2 separate regions of the Hordeum vulgare genome follow, and region 2 is linked to region 1. Evidence: chromatin contacts called from public Hi-C data. All regions are on one chromosome and are shown on one strand. Each heading gives the region's core, a stretch centred on a gene start, on an enhancer-like site or on the middle of the called end of the contact. The rest is flanking DNA. Distances are from core to core; before and after follow the strand shown.

Evidence for each region. Hi-C and Micro-C count contacts between places; a contact is called where the count stands out from the background.
Region 2: a contact with region 1 is called in a Hi-C map of leaf, with 3 times the contacts expected there. The contact joins the promoter of LOC123412677 here to the promoter of LOC123411271 in region 1. A contact is called at or near these places in 3 of 6 Hi-C or Micro-C datasets (leaf and seedling) and 1 of 1 datasets of contacts at active chromatin or transcription factors (embryo).

What each region holds. Positions count from the first base shown.
Region 1 is chr7H:564,329,244-564,335,091 of MorexV3_pseudomolecules_assembly, reverse strand. It overlaps LOC123411271 (AIG2-like protein D), which reads right to left and starts at 2,509. Exons shown (of 5, transcript XM_045104201.1): 1 at 2,235-2,509; 2 at 1,537-1,609; 3 at 1-68. The coding sequence starts at 2,383.
Region 2 is chr7H:564,567,178-564,573,025 of MorexV3_pseudomolecules_assembly, reverse strand. It overlaps LOC123412677 (4-hydroxyphenylacetaldehyde oxime monooxygenase-like), which reads left to right and starts at 2,486. Exons shown (of 3, transcript XM_045105622.1): 1 at 2,486-3,055. The coding sequence starts at 2,579.

The DNA.
Region 1 (5,848 bases), core at 1,260-3,759:
CTTACATACTCAAAATCCTCAAATGCATCTAAGACAATGAGTTCTGCATCAGAAATGCCCATGATAACCTGCAGAGCAGTAAGCATAAGTAGGAAAAGGGTGTAGCTGGGAATCAAAGCTAAACGATTGGCCTTATTGCAAAAGGAGAAAAAACTATAGCACATAACGGTCCAAGCCAAGTGAGAAATTGACTTCACAGAAACAGATGCAGTTATTACAACAATTTCATGGTTTCAAAATTATATGAGTTTCTAAATTTAGTAATAACAAGAGCAAATGCTGGATCACACAAAATTAGACGCGACCAACTGTCTGACCAAAGCAACTTTTAAGAACGAGAAGCTTGTTGGCCCGAACTCCCCCAAAATTATTGACTTAACAATTTTAAACTTACAATAAAAACTCCAGCACTTCGCTATTCTGGGGTGAAAAGCCTGAGAAACCAGACACGTAAGGCTAACTCCACCGCACCGTCCGTTTGGGGTAAAAGGGACAAACTGGTTGGCCCAGCGCGAGACGGCCCGGACCCATCTTGTCCGTTTTGTGTCCGGGGCGACCCATTTCGAGCGCAAACTTGCGCGGGGTTTGGGTCGTGACGGACAGCGAACGGACGCCCGCTCGTCCGTTCCGGGCCGCGTGGCAGGCGGCCACCTACCTCCCACCCGCCCACATCAATGCGCACGAGCGGCCGGGCCCGCCTGTCATCCGCCCAAGAAACGGTCGCGGTCCTTCTTAAATGGGGAAGCCGTGGACCGGTCGTCGTCCACACTTCCCACTACACCCCGCGGCCTCCTCGAAACCCGACACCCCAAACCCTAGCCTCGAACTCGCCGGCCGGCCGCCTCGCAGCCATGGCGCACGCAGTGGGGGGCGTGAACTGGTGCCCCACGCCGCCGCGGTCACCGGAGCGGGACGCCTCGCCACGGGAGGAGGTGGTGCAGGCACCTGCCAGCTTCCAGCCCGCCCCCGCGCACCAGGGACCGCCGGCCTACGTCGACCTCGTCAGCGACGACGACGACACCGGCGGCCATTGAAGACGGCGACGGCCACGGCATTGACGGGCGTTTTTTATTTTTTATTTATGTTAATTATGTCAACGACGGTGAAACTGGCCCGTTTTGTGGTCGTGACCCTTAATTTTATGTTTTAAGTTTTTTTAACTGCGTTTATTTACTTTTTATTTAAGTTTTTCTAATTTTTTTAATCACGTCCAACACGGATATGATTTGGGGTGCGGCCGCACAGTGGGCGTACGCACGACCCAACGGTCAGAAGCGGACGTGGGCGAACACATTGCCGCCCCAAACGGACAAAATCCGGCCAAACCGGACATCCGTTTGGGGTCGTGCGGTGGAGTTGGCCTAAAAGCAGAGAGAAACTATATGCTCTAACGACAGCGGTGGAACCAAGGGAACAGGGTACAGCCAACTGAGAAAATGATAAGCTTATTAACAAATCTGTAAATGTAGAAAAATGACAAAAAGGAAAAAATGATAAACAGCTGAGCTCTGTAGAACAGTTAAACAGTTAACAAACCTTTCCAGCAACCATCTTGCTTTCAACAGGCAGGATTGCTGGATAAATACGACCCTTGATGTTAAACCTGTGGCTGCAAAGAATGGCATCCGATGTCAAAACTTAGCTTCCAACTTGGAAGTAAATCAATATGGATGGAGAACTAGAATAGTGTAAAAAAGAGCTCTAGTTCAAGAGTCAAATTACAACAAGAACAGCAGATCATCTCCATACATGTTTAATTGCTCAAGACAGTTTGTTACCGGTACGAGCACAAGAAATCCTATCAATTCTAAAACCTAGAAATGGACAACGGTCCTGCCATAACACGGGCAAGTTCAGGATTCCCATGTCAAACATGAAGTCCTTTGTTGCATTTATGGCCATTAAGGGTCTCAAATTGCAGTGAATTCGAGCTTCCACATAGTGTTCCATTTTTATCCTAGAGCTCCTAGCTACATAGTACAAGTTGGCTGTTTTATCACCGCATATTGGGTACTGAATGGATTGTGATCACTCGGTCAATCCCTGGCTAATCAAAAACACGATCTCGTCGCCAAGCACATCAATTAGTCAATTCGACGAACAAGCATAACAGGGGAAGCGAGAGCGATGACTAGAGGCTAGAGAGGATTATTTGGTGGGGGTGAAGCAGGGATCGGGAACCACCGAGGATGACGGGAGCGGGAAAGAAAGGGGCGAGCGTGTGGTATCCGTACTAGTTGGTGAGGAGCGCCGGGGAGGAGGCCGGGACGCGCTTGAGGATGGCGGTGACCACCTCGTCCGCCATCAGGCTCCCGTACACGAACACGCTGTGCGCTCCGCCCGCGGCGACGACGGCGGTGGCGGCAGGAGGAGTCGCCGCCATGGGCTCGGGAGCAGGAGATGAGCGGGGGGAGGAGGGGGTTGGGTGCTTGTTGCTGACACTTGGCGTGCCACAGAGGGATGGATACGTACGACCGAGACCGAGCTCAGGCTGTGGTGGGCTGTCAATTGCTCTGCTGCGTGAGCAAGCACAGCGAGCGCGCTCTTTAAATACGAGTACAAAATTTTAATTGAGGAAATAATATTTTTTTCAAACACAATTACAGATGCAAACGCCATCTCATGTACACGCACATACACTTATCTCTATAAACGCATGCACATTATTTCTATGAGCATCTTTGAGAGACCGAGTCAAAAATAATACTCCTAGTATATCTGCTTTGGATGGAATAATTTTCGTACTCGCTCCTTTCCGATTTATAGGGCTTAAATCTAAAATCTCATCAACCAAAATGAATTATGAATGGATGTCACTAGTTTCAACTAGCCAATAAAATATTTCCCACGTATTCAATTACCGAGGCAATAAATGTAGCATCCGCCCTTTTCATTGGACTTGCATGATGAATGTAAAAAAAAATGCATGCTTGTCCACTAATTTCCTTTTTCTAATCTCTATGAATTAAATATGGCGTGGTACTCAAAGCACATTAGTTTAATTAGACTCAAAATGAGCTTAATATAGTGAAAATCTATTTTTTTTTAAGATGAGCCCTATAAACCGAAAAGGAGGGAGTATTTTTTTAGCATAATGCAATCAAAGTAGTTTATATACATGAATATACCCTTATTCATAGGAACGCACACATTTTTATGATCATCTTCAAAGACTGAATCGACACGTCATTTTAAGATTGATAATGTCGGCATACACGTCTTCATAGTCGGTGAGAACATTTCCTACCCCTAAATGCATTTCATCAAAATATCCAAAATAAATTCAAAAAAATACGAACACCAATGTCTAATCTGTGACTTGAACTCTCCAGAAAATACCACTGTCTTCTTAACCGTCCATTCACTCGTGAGTTCGCTTTTCATATAAATTTTTCAGTGTGCATTGTTTTAAACACAGTGCATCAACTTCACATACACTCATCTTTCTTAACACAACTTAGATAACTCTTATAATTTTTGTGCGTGGAAGCCTCTGACCAACAGATTAAGATCATGCTTTGTATAATCGAGTAAATTTGTTCACGTCATGCCATCGATGAATGCAAGAAGGATAAGGCCGTGAGGACTTGGATTTATTTTTAAACTTTTGAAAGGGCGTTCTTTTAAGGATATACCCTACTTAATACTTTTTTCGTTCCAAAATAAGTGGCTCAAAAATGACTAAATTTTGTACTAACAGAGGAAGTATATGCCATGTGGCCTTTTTCCTAAAAGGAAGTTGTTTTTTTCCTAAAAAAGAAGAAGTTGCTTTTGCAGAATTAAGTGTGTTATTTTTCTATGAGATTCTTCTTGCGAAAAAAACTTTCAATCTATTCATTTTCAATAATGTGAGTACAACAAACACTAGAAATACTAATTTTTTATCTAGATTTATAAACCATCTAAGGACGATTATAAGCGTCGAAACGAGCGGGAGCCGGGTAAAACTTATTATAGTAGACAGTTCGAAAGTTTTCATGGAAATGCCACATAGGACCAGCACACCACAACAACAACCATCATCGTAGAGTAGCGTAGATCGAAAGGATCCAACTTGAAGACACATGAACGTAGACAAACGATGATCAAATCCGAGCAGATTCACCAAAGACAAACACACCTTCACACGTCCACCAACGATGCTAGACGCACCATCAGGGCGGAGGCTAGGCGGGAAGAACCTTATTCAATCTTGAATGTGCCGCCGTCATCTCGCCTTCCGGAGCAAGACAAAAACCCTAACAAAACTAAAAAAAACATAAAAGAGCTCTCTCACTGACAAAGATACGGATCCACCATGCCATAATGACCATAGGCCTAGGGACACTAGAGACGAGTGCCACCTACAGGGAGGCAGAGGAACCCTAGACTTTTTTTTGGAAATGAGGCGTATTAAGAAATCAACATGAGGGGTAACAGCTTGTATTTTTCCTTTGAGATTTGGAGGTTCTATTCATGTTTTGAGAGTAATATTGTCCGAAGAGGCCAACCATTGTTCGATATGGTTAGTAGAGGGGTTCTAAGAGCATCTATAGCAGGACCTAGTAAATATGACTCCCTAAGAGAATCTACATCCAGGCCACTCATATCGTCTCAAATGCCCGGGGAGGCCCCCCGGTCATTGACCGCCCATGAAATTTCGACCCAACTGGGCGCCTCAAATGGGCCTCAAACACTAGGGTTGACTGGCACCCCTCATATCCAGCCCAAATATAGAGAGGATATGGGGGCGTCCGGGAGCGCCCGAGCACGCCCGCCATGCCAGACCAAATAACGTGAGCCCATCGCAAATTGCGGCAAATCCACCCGGCAGAACTGTCGGATCCATTTGCACTTTGCTCTTTTCTTCCTCCTCCGCGTCGTCCGTCACGCAACTCCGCTGCCGTGCACACTTTGTCTCCGTTCCTAGCCTGTGCCCGCCAACTCCGACATAGAAGTCTTCTGTCCCATCCTCACCACCGAGGACGTCGTCACCGGCCCGGAAGACACGGCGGTACATCCGACAACTCTCTAGCTTCAGAGAGTTTCCAGAAATGCCGGAATCAATTGATTGCATGCATTGGCAGTGGAAGAACTGCCCCAAAGGTTTGTGATGAATGTATCAAGGTCCAACCACAGGGCCACCATCATACTAGAAGCGGTGGCATCACATGACTTGTGGATTTGGTATGCTTTCTTTGAAATTTCGGGTTCTCGCAACGACATTAACGTGCTTCAACGATCTCCCATGTTCAAGAGGCTTTGCAATGGGGAACCATCACCGTGCAACTACACCGTCAATGACCGAGACTACAACATGGAATCACTACTAGGAAATACCTTATAGATAGTATATGGGCCCCGCTGTTGCTAATTAGTAGTAGTGAGGGGTATAAACCCCTCACTAAGTTGATAGTAGAAGTGCGAGCTATAAACCCACACTCTTACTAAGTGGTCTCCACTGTGCCCCGGGGACATGCCGTAGTAGTAGCGAGGGGTATAAACCCCACACTGCTACTAAGTACATGGTTTTAACTGCCATGAAATCTTCATCTCCTCCCCCCAAACCCTTCCTCTCTCTCTCTCTTCACTCTCGCCCCTTTCTCTCCATAGGCTCTCACATGGACCTCCTTCCCATGCGCATCTCCTCCTCCAGGGATCCAAAATAGGCTTCCACCTCGCGTCGCCGGCGTTCAGGAGCTCGCTGGTCTTCCCCGACGTCTCCATCCCACCACGTCGGAGCACCTCACCACTGGTGCCCAGCCCCGCTGCTCCCCACATCTCCTTCCTCTCTCTGTCATTATTCTTTTTATCTCTCTCCCTTTGGTTTGACTCACGTTCCCATGTCCATGACCGTGCAGGTTGTCGC
Region 2 (5,848 bases), core at 1,237-3,736, 240 kb before region 1:
GTGACAAAAGCTTAAACCCCAGTCTATGCGTTGCTTCGTAAGGGGCTGATTTGGATCCACTAGTTTAATGCTATGGTTAGACATTGTCTTAATTCTTCTTTCGTAGTTGCGGATGCTTGCGAGAGGGGTTAATCATAAGTGGGATGCTTGTCCAAGTAAGGGTAGTACCCAAGCGCCGGTCCACCCACATATCAAACTATCAAAGTAACGAACGCGAGTCACATGAACATGATGAAACTAGCATGATAGAAATTCCCGTGTGTCCTCGGGAGCGTTTTTCCTCCTATAAGACTTTGTTCAGGCTTGTCCCTTGCTACAAAAGGGATTGGGCCATTTGCTGCACCATTGCTACTACTTGTTACTTCTTACTTTTCACTTGCTACGTTTCACCTAGCTACACCATCACTTGTTACCGCTACTTTCAGTGCTTGCAGTTATTACCTTGCTGAAAACTGTTTATCATAGCCTTCTGCTCCTCGTTGGGTTCGACACTCTTACTTATCGAAAGGACTACGATTGATCCCCTGTATTTGTGGGTTATCAGGTTGCTAGAGTGACATAAGCTTAAACCCTAGTTTATATGTTATTCCGTAAGGGGATGATTTGGATCCACATGTTTCATGCTATGGTTATATTATTTTTAATTCTTCTTTCATAGTTGCGGATGCTTGCGAGAGTGGGTAATCTTAAATGGGTTGCTTGTTCAAGTAATAACAACACCCAAGCACCGGTCCATCCAGATATCAAATTATCAAAGTAACAAACGTGAATCAACTAAACATGATGAACTAGACAGTTCCTATGTGTTCGAGAGAACACTTTACTTTATATAAGAGAACTTTTCGGCTTGTACTTTGCTATAAAAAGGATTGGGACACATTGCTACACCTTTTCTACTATTGTTACTTGTCACTTGTTACGACTTTTTAACTCTAAAACTATCTACATTTTTTACTCACATCACTTGCAGATAATACCTTGCTGAAAACCGCTTGTCATTTCCTTCTGCTCCTCATCGGGTTTAACACTCTTACTTATCATAAAGATTACGATTGATTCCATATACTTGTGGATCATCACACACCCCCTCGTCGTCTACGGCGGAGCTTTTCATCCTGGAGTCGTTTGAACCCATATACACTTCGCCCCCTGTCGACGACCTTCATGGCGGTCACCACGCCGGGGGTCAATTAGAGCTTATTTTCAAATGCTATGTCATTTTTTAGAGTTCGGGGGATGGTGAGCTACTCGACCATGAAGGATGAGTTGTTGTGCGATGCATGGCTGGCCGCATCCGTGAATTTCATAGGCAGGACCGGAGGGGAGCCCTTCTGGCGGCAACTGCACGAAATGTTTCACACATAAAAGGACATTGCGCCCTATAACATGTGCATCATTCAACCACGCAATGTGAAGTCATTGTCGTATCGCTCGCACATGATCCAGATCAACATCACCAAGTTTTGTAACATGGTTCGTCGGCTCGAGGAAAGGTGGCCATTGCACGAAGTAGATGAGTGGCTTGTAAGTTTTTTGTTTCCTCTTGCTCAACTTGTTGATTGATTCATTCACTTGGTCTACACATTATATGTAACCCGCACGCGCTGTCGTGGCGTATCACAGGAAAAAGAGACGATCATTTATGTTAACATAGTGTTGGATGAAACTGAAGGGACAATTTATGTTGGACGACATGGTCTTTTGATTAAAACTTGTTGGACGTCTCCTTAATTCGAGACCTTGTTGTATTATATTTAATTTACATGGTATGTATGAATGATTATGCTATTTCCTATTTAAACTTTGATGAATATCATCCGGTTTGCGTGAATTTCGTCCGGATTACTAAAGTAAGGGCTGCAATGTATACAATTAATGTTGGATGTCGCTCTTCCGCATCCGTAAACTAGTATTCCTTATCGTAAAGGGGTGCGGAAGAAAATTTGCGCTAGACATTGCATAGCCTTTGATTTTGGGCACGTGTCTTCTCCGTCCTAATTTATTAGGTGGGTGCGAGAACCGTCCCAATTTGGAAAACAAAGCGAGCTCGATTCCTGGCCGTCCGTTCCTTCCCTTTCGTCCTGGCCACTTAGCTTACCAGGGCCAGACATCAGTACAGCTATCTTGAAAGTGGATCGTCCTCCTACATCATTTTCCAGACCATCTCCTCCACCTGCCTGGCTAGCTGCAATAAAGTGGCTACCGCCCTAATCCTCCTTTTACCTGCAGTGTGATATACGCAGTCAAGTTGTGTAGCTGAGAACAAGGTTGCTTGAATTCACTGCATTTTCATTGTTGAAGCAAAGCAATACATGGTGCAATTTTATTTTATTTTGACATCAATTACTTGGTGCAGTTGCCATTGTGTTCAATCACGCATCTCTACATAAGTACGTAGTAACCTGAGAGCCCAAAATTCTGTATTTCTGATGCCACCATATGTACTTGCACATGTGCATTATAACCATCAAAGTGTCGTCCGTCGTTGTACCTACTAGCTCTGTCCTACTTAAACCCCCTGGCTCGCTGTCGCTCAGGCGGTGAGGCCTCAACCAGAGCAAGCCATCAGGCAAGGCAAATGGGTGCTTCTCAGCTTCTCGAGCTCCTGCCCCAACAATGGCAGCTTCTCCTACTCCTTGTCCCACTTGTCTTCCTCCTCCTACGCCGGACCTGGAGCAGGCCCGCTGGCGCTAGGCTGCCGCCAGGGCCCCGGAAGCTGCCCATCGTCGGCAACCTGCACCAGATCGGCCCGCTTCCCCATCGGAGCCTCTCGGCGCTCGCGAGGCGGCATGGGCCGGTCATGATGCTACGGCTGGGCATGGTTCCGACGGTGGTGCTGTCCTCGCCGGAGGCCGCGCGGGAGGCCCTCAAGGTGCACGACGCGGACTGCTGCAGCCGCCCCCCGGCGGCCGGGCCGCGGCTGCTGTCGTACGGCTACAAGGACGTCGCCTTCTCCCCCTTCAGCGACTACGTCCGCGACATGCGCAAGCTTTTCATCCTCGAGCTGCTCAGCCGCCGCCGCGTCAAGGCCGCCTGCTACGCTCGCGATGCACAGGTAAATCTTTATCGGAAATCGTTCAAAATCAACCGAATGATCACCGTGCTTCGTAAGTCGCGTCTGACGTGCGCCACGCGTCCTGTGGGCCTCCGAGCAGCTTATCCTTTTCTTTCCTTATATTTTTTCTGTAAAAGCGTTGAGCCCTACATTCTTCTCCTTCTTTTTCTTCTTGGCGCGGCACATCACAGCCATCCCCATCGATGTAGACCGGTGCACTGCCGCCATCGCTGGGGATTTTTCACTGTTTTGATCCTTAGGATATAAGTTGATTACGTAATAAACTCGGTTCGAAAGTATTTCACGTTTTGACCCTTTTGAAAACGCCATGCACCGTGGTGTTGCAGCCCTGTTATGAAACGCCAGTCTACTGGACGTTGCGGGCCTCGTGTGCAACGCCAGTCTACTGGACGTTGCGGCCCTTCCCAGAAACGCCAAGGTGGCTGGCGTTGCAGACATGAGGTGGAACGCCAGTATCTATGGCGTTTCTTGCCTTTATATTCTGCCACCCCGAACCCCTCGCCCACCAACCACCATTTCTCCTCTCCTCTTGTTCTTCTTAGCCCGAAAAAGCTCTCCCTCCTCCTCACCATTTTATTATTTATTTATTATTTATTTATTTATATATATATGATTAAAAAACTTAATAGATCAAAAATCGATCCAAAACACAATCTAATATATTAAAGTCGGTCCAAAAAACAACCTAACAGTCGAAAATCGACCCAAATAACAGCCTAAAATAATAATAAAAAATTAGCAGACTAGCGGGTCTGGCATGGCTACGGACCGCTCCGTATAGCCTCCGTACCGTGTCTCGACGAGGAAGCTGCGCCGGTGGGCCGGCACGGCACGGTCCCGGGCGTGCCATGCCGTGCCAGGCCTGCCCGTTTGGCCAGGACGGGAGCTGAAATCAGTCGCAGCACTAGGCATGCAGGTCACTGTGAGCCTATCGAAAGAGACCATAGATATGCATATCACTGTACCAGTCAGATGAGAAAGAGAGTGTCATCTTCTTGTGCCTCGTCCATGCAAACGTGTGTCAGAGAGAGGATTAATAACAGCAAAAGACGCGGTGGGAAAAATAAGGAAAAGTGGGGAGGGAGCAGTTTTAAGAGAGAGAAAGTTGTTCGTGTTATAGATTTTTATAGGTTCATTTTCTTTCGATTTGACTCTAGTGGCACTGCACACTCTTGATGCATCTAAAAATGGTAAGCTTTATGCTCAGCGGTTGGCCCACGTGAGTTATTACCTGGAGTCAACTTTGTTGTCTACTCAATTCGTTGAAGTCACGAGCGAATGTGTAGATGGTCAGAACGTGGCCCGAGTCAGAGGAACCTCGACCGAATAGTGACCTATACCGCCCGCTCAGATTACTGTTTGTGTTCTCTGCAAATCACAAAGCAAGTGGCAGACAATCGTCAAAATCTCGAGAGGAATTGAAATGACGCGAAAGGTGCGATAGTGGAATGTCGGGACACCCGGGAGTCAAAAAACCAGTCTCATGGACTTATGGACCTGTAGGTGTTCGCCGGCGACTTGCGTTGTTGGGAGATCGAAGCATTTGGACAGGTTGGATGTATTGAGAAAAACAAAAATGCTAAACATATAAGAACTTACAGAAAAATGCGAGAAAAATCCATCAGCATGCGTTAAAGTATCTAAGGGCTAGTAGTCGTCCAAAAAATATGCACCTGCGGACACTCCCAGAAAGTTTTTGGTTGCATGCCTTACCCTATGTATTCGTTAAGTACATGGCATATAATTTCTTCGAAAGTAACTTTTCCACATTTAACCAAGTTTTATAGGAAAGATATCAACTATTAAAATAATAACTTAGTATTATTAGATTTATTATGAAATATGTTCTCATATTTCACGAGCTTTTTTACGGTACCCCGGTACTTCCTCAACGCTTTTACATGAAAAATACAAGGAAAAGAAAGGATAAGGAAGAGAGAGATAAGCGGCTCGGAGGCCCATCGAAGGCGTGGCGTGTGTGAGAGGCAACTTACGAAGCGTGGTGATCAGCCGGTTAATTTTAAACGATTTCCTGTTTTTTGTACTTGAGTTGCACAAACATATATATGTCTGATTAATGTGTTGATGTAGTTCGATTTATTATGAAAAATACATCTTGGTTCCTGGTTGTATATGTATCCTATACGGGATTTTTTTAATAATTAATTAAAAATTCAAAATAGTTCCAAAGTATTTTTAGATTAAACTTGATTTTTTTTTGCACTAGTATATAAATTTTCACAAAAAAGTCAACACTGACTTTTGGGTGAAAAAGAAAAAATTATTTGCTATAATAGGTTAGTACTCACACTATTTTGATCGAAAATTTGTCTTGTCAATGTATACATTTTTTTATAATTTTTTCCTTACAAGTACAATGAAAGGTTTAATTTATTCCAAAAATATTTTTAGATTTTATAATTTTTTGTTGAATTGCTATTTTTTCTGCTTATAGAGTGTATATACACCCAGGTTTCAAAAGTTTCCCTCCAATCTATTATATCATATACTCCCTCCGTTTTTAAATATAAGGTGTATTAGTTTTTCAAAAAGTCAAACGTCATCTATGTTTGACCAATTATATAGAAAACATATATAAACATTTACAATATGAAATATATAAAATATAAAAATATATTTCAGGGCGAATCTAGTGATAATGATTTGGTATTCTAGATATTGATATTTTTGTATATAAACTTGGTCAAAGTTAGAAAAGTTTGACTTTTTGAATAAATAATACGCTTTATATATAGGAACAGAAGGATTATT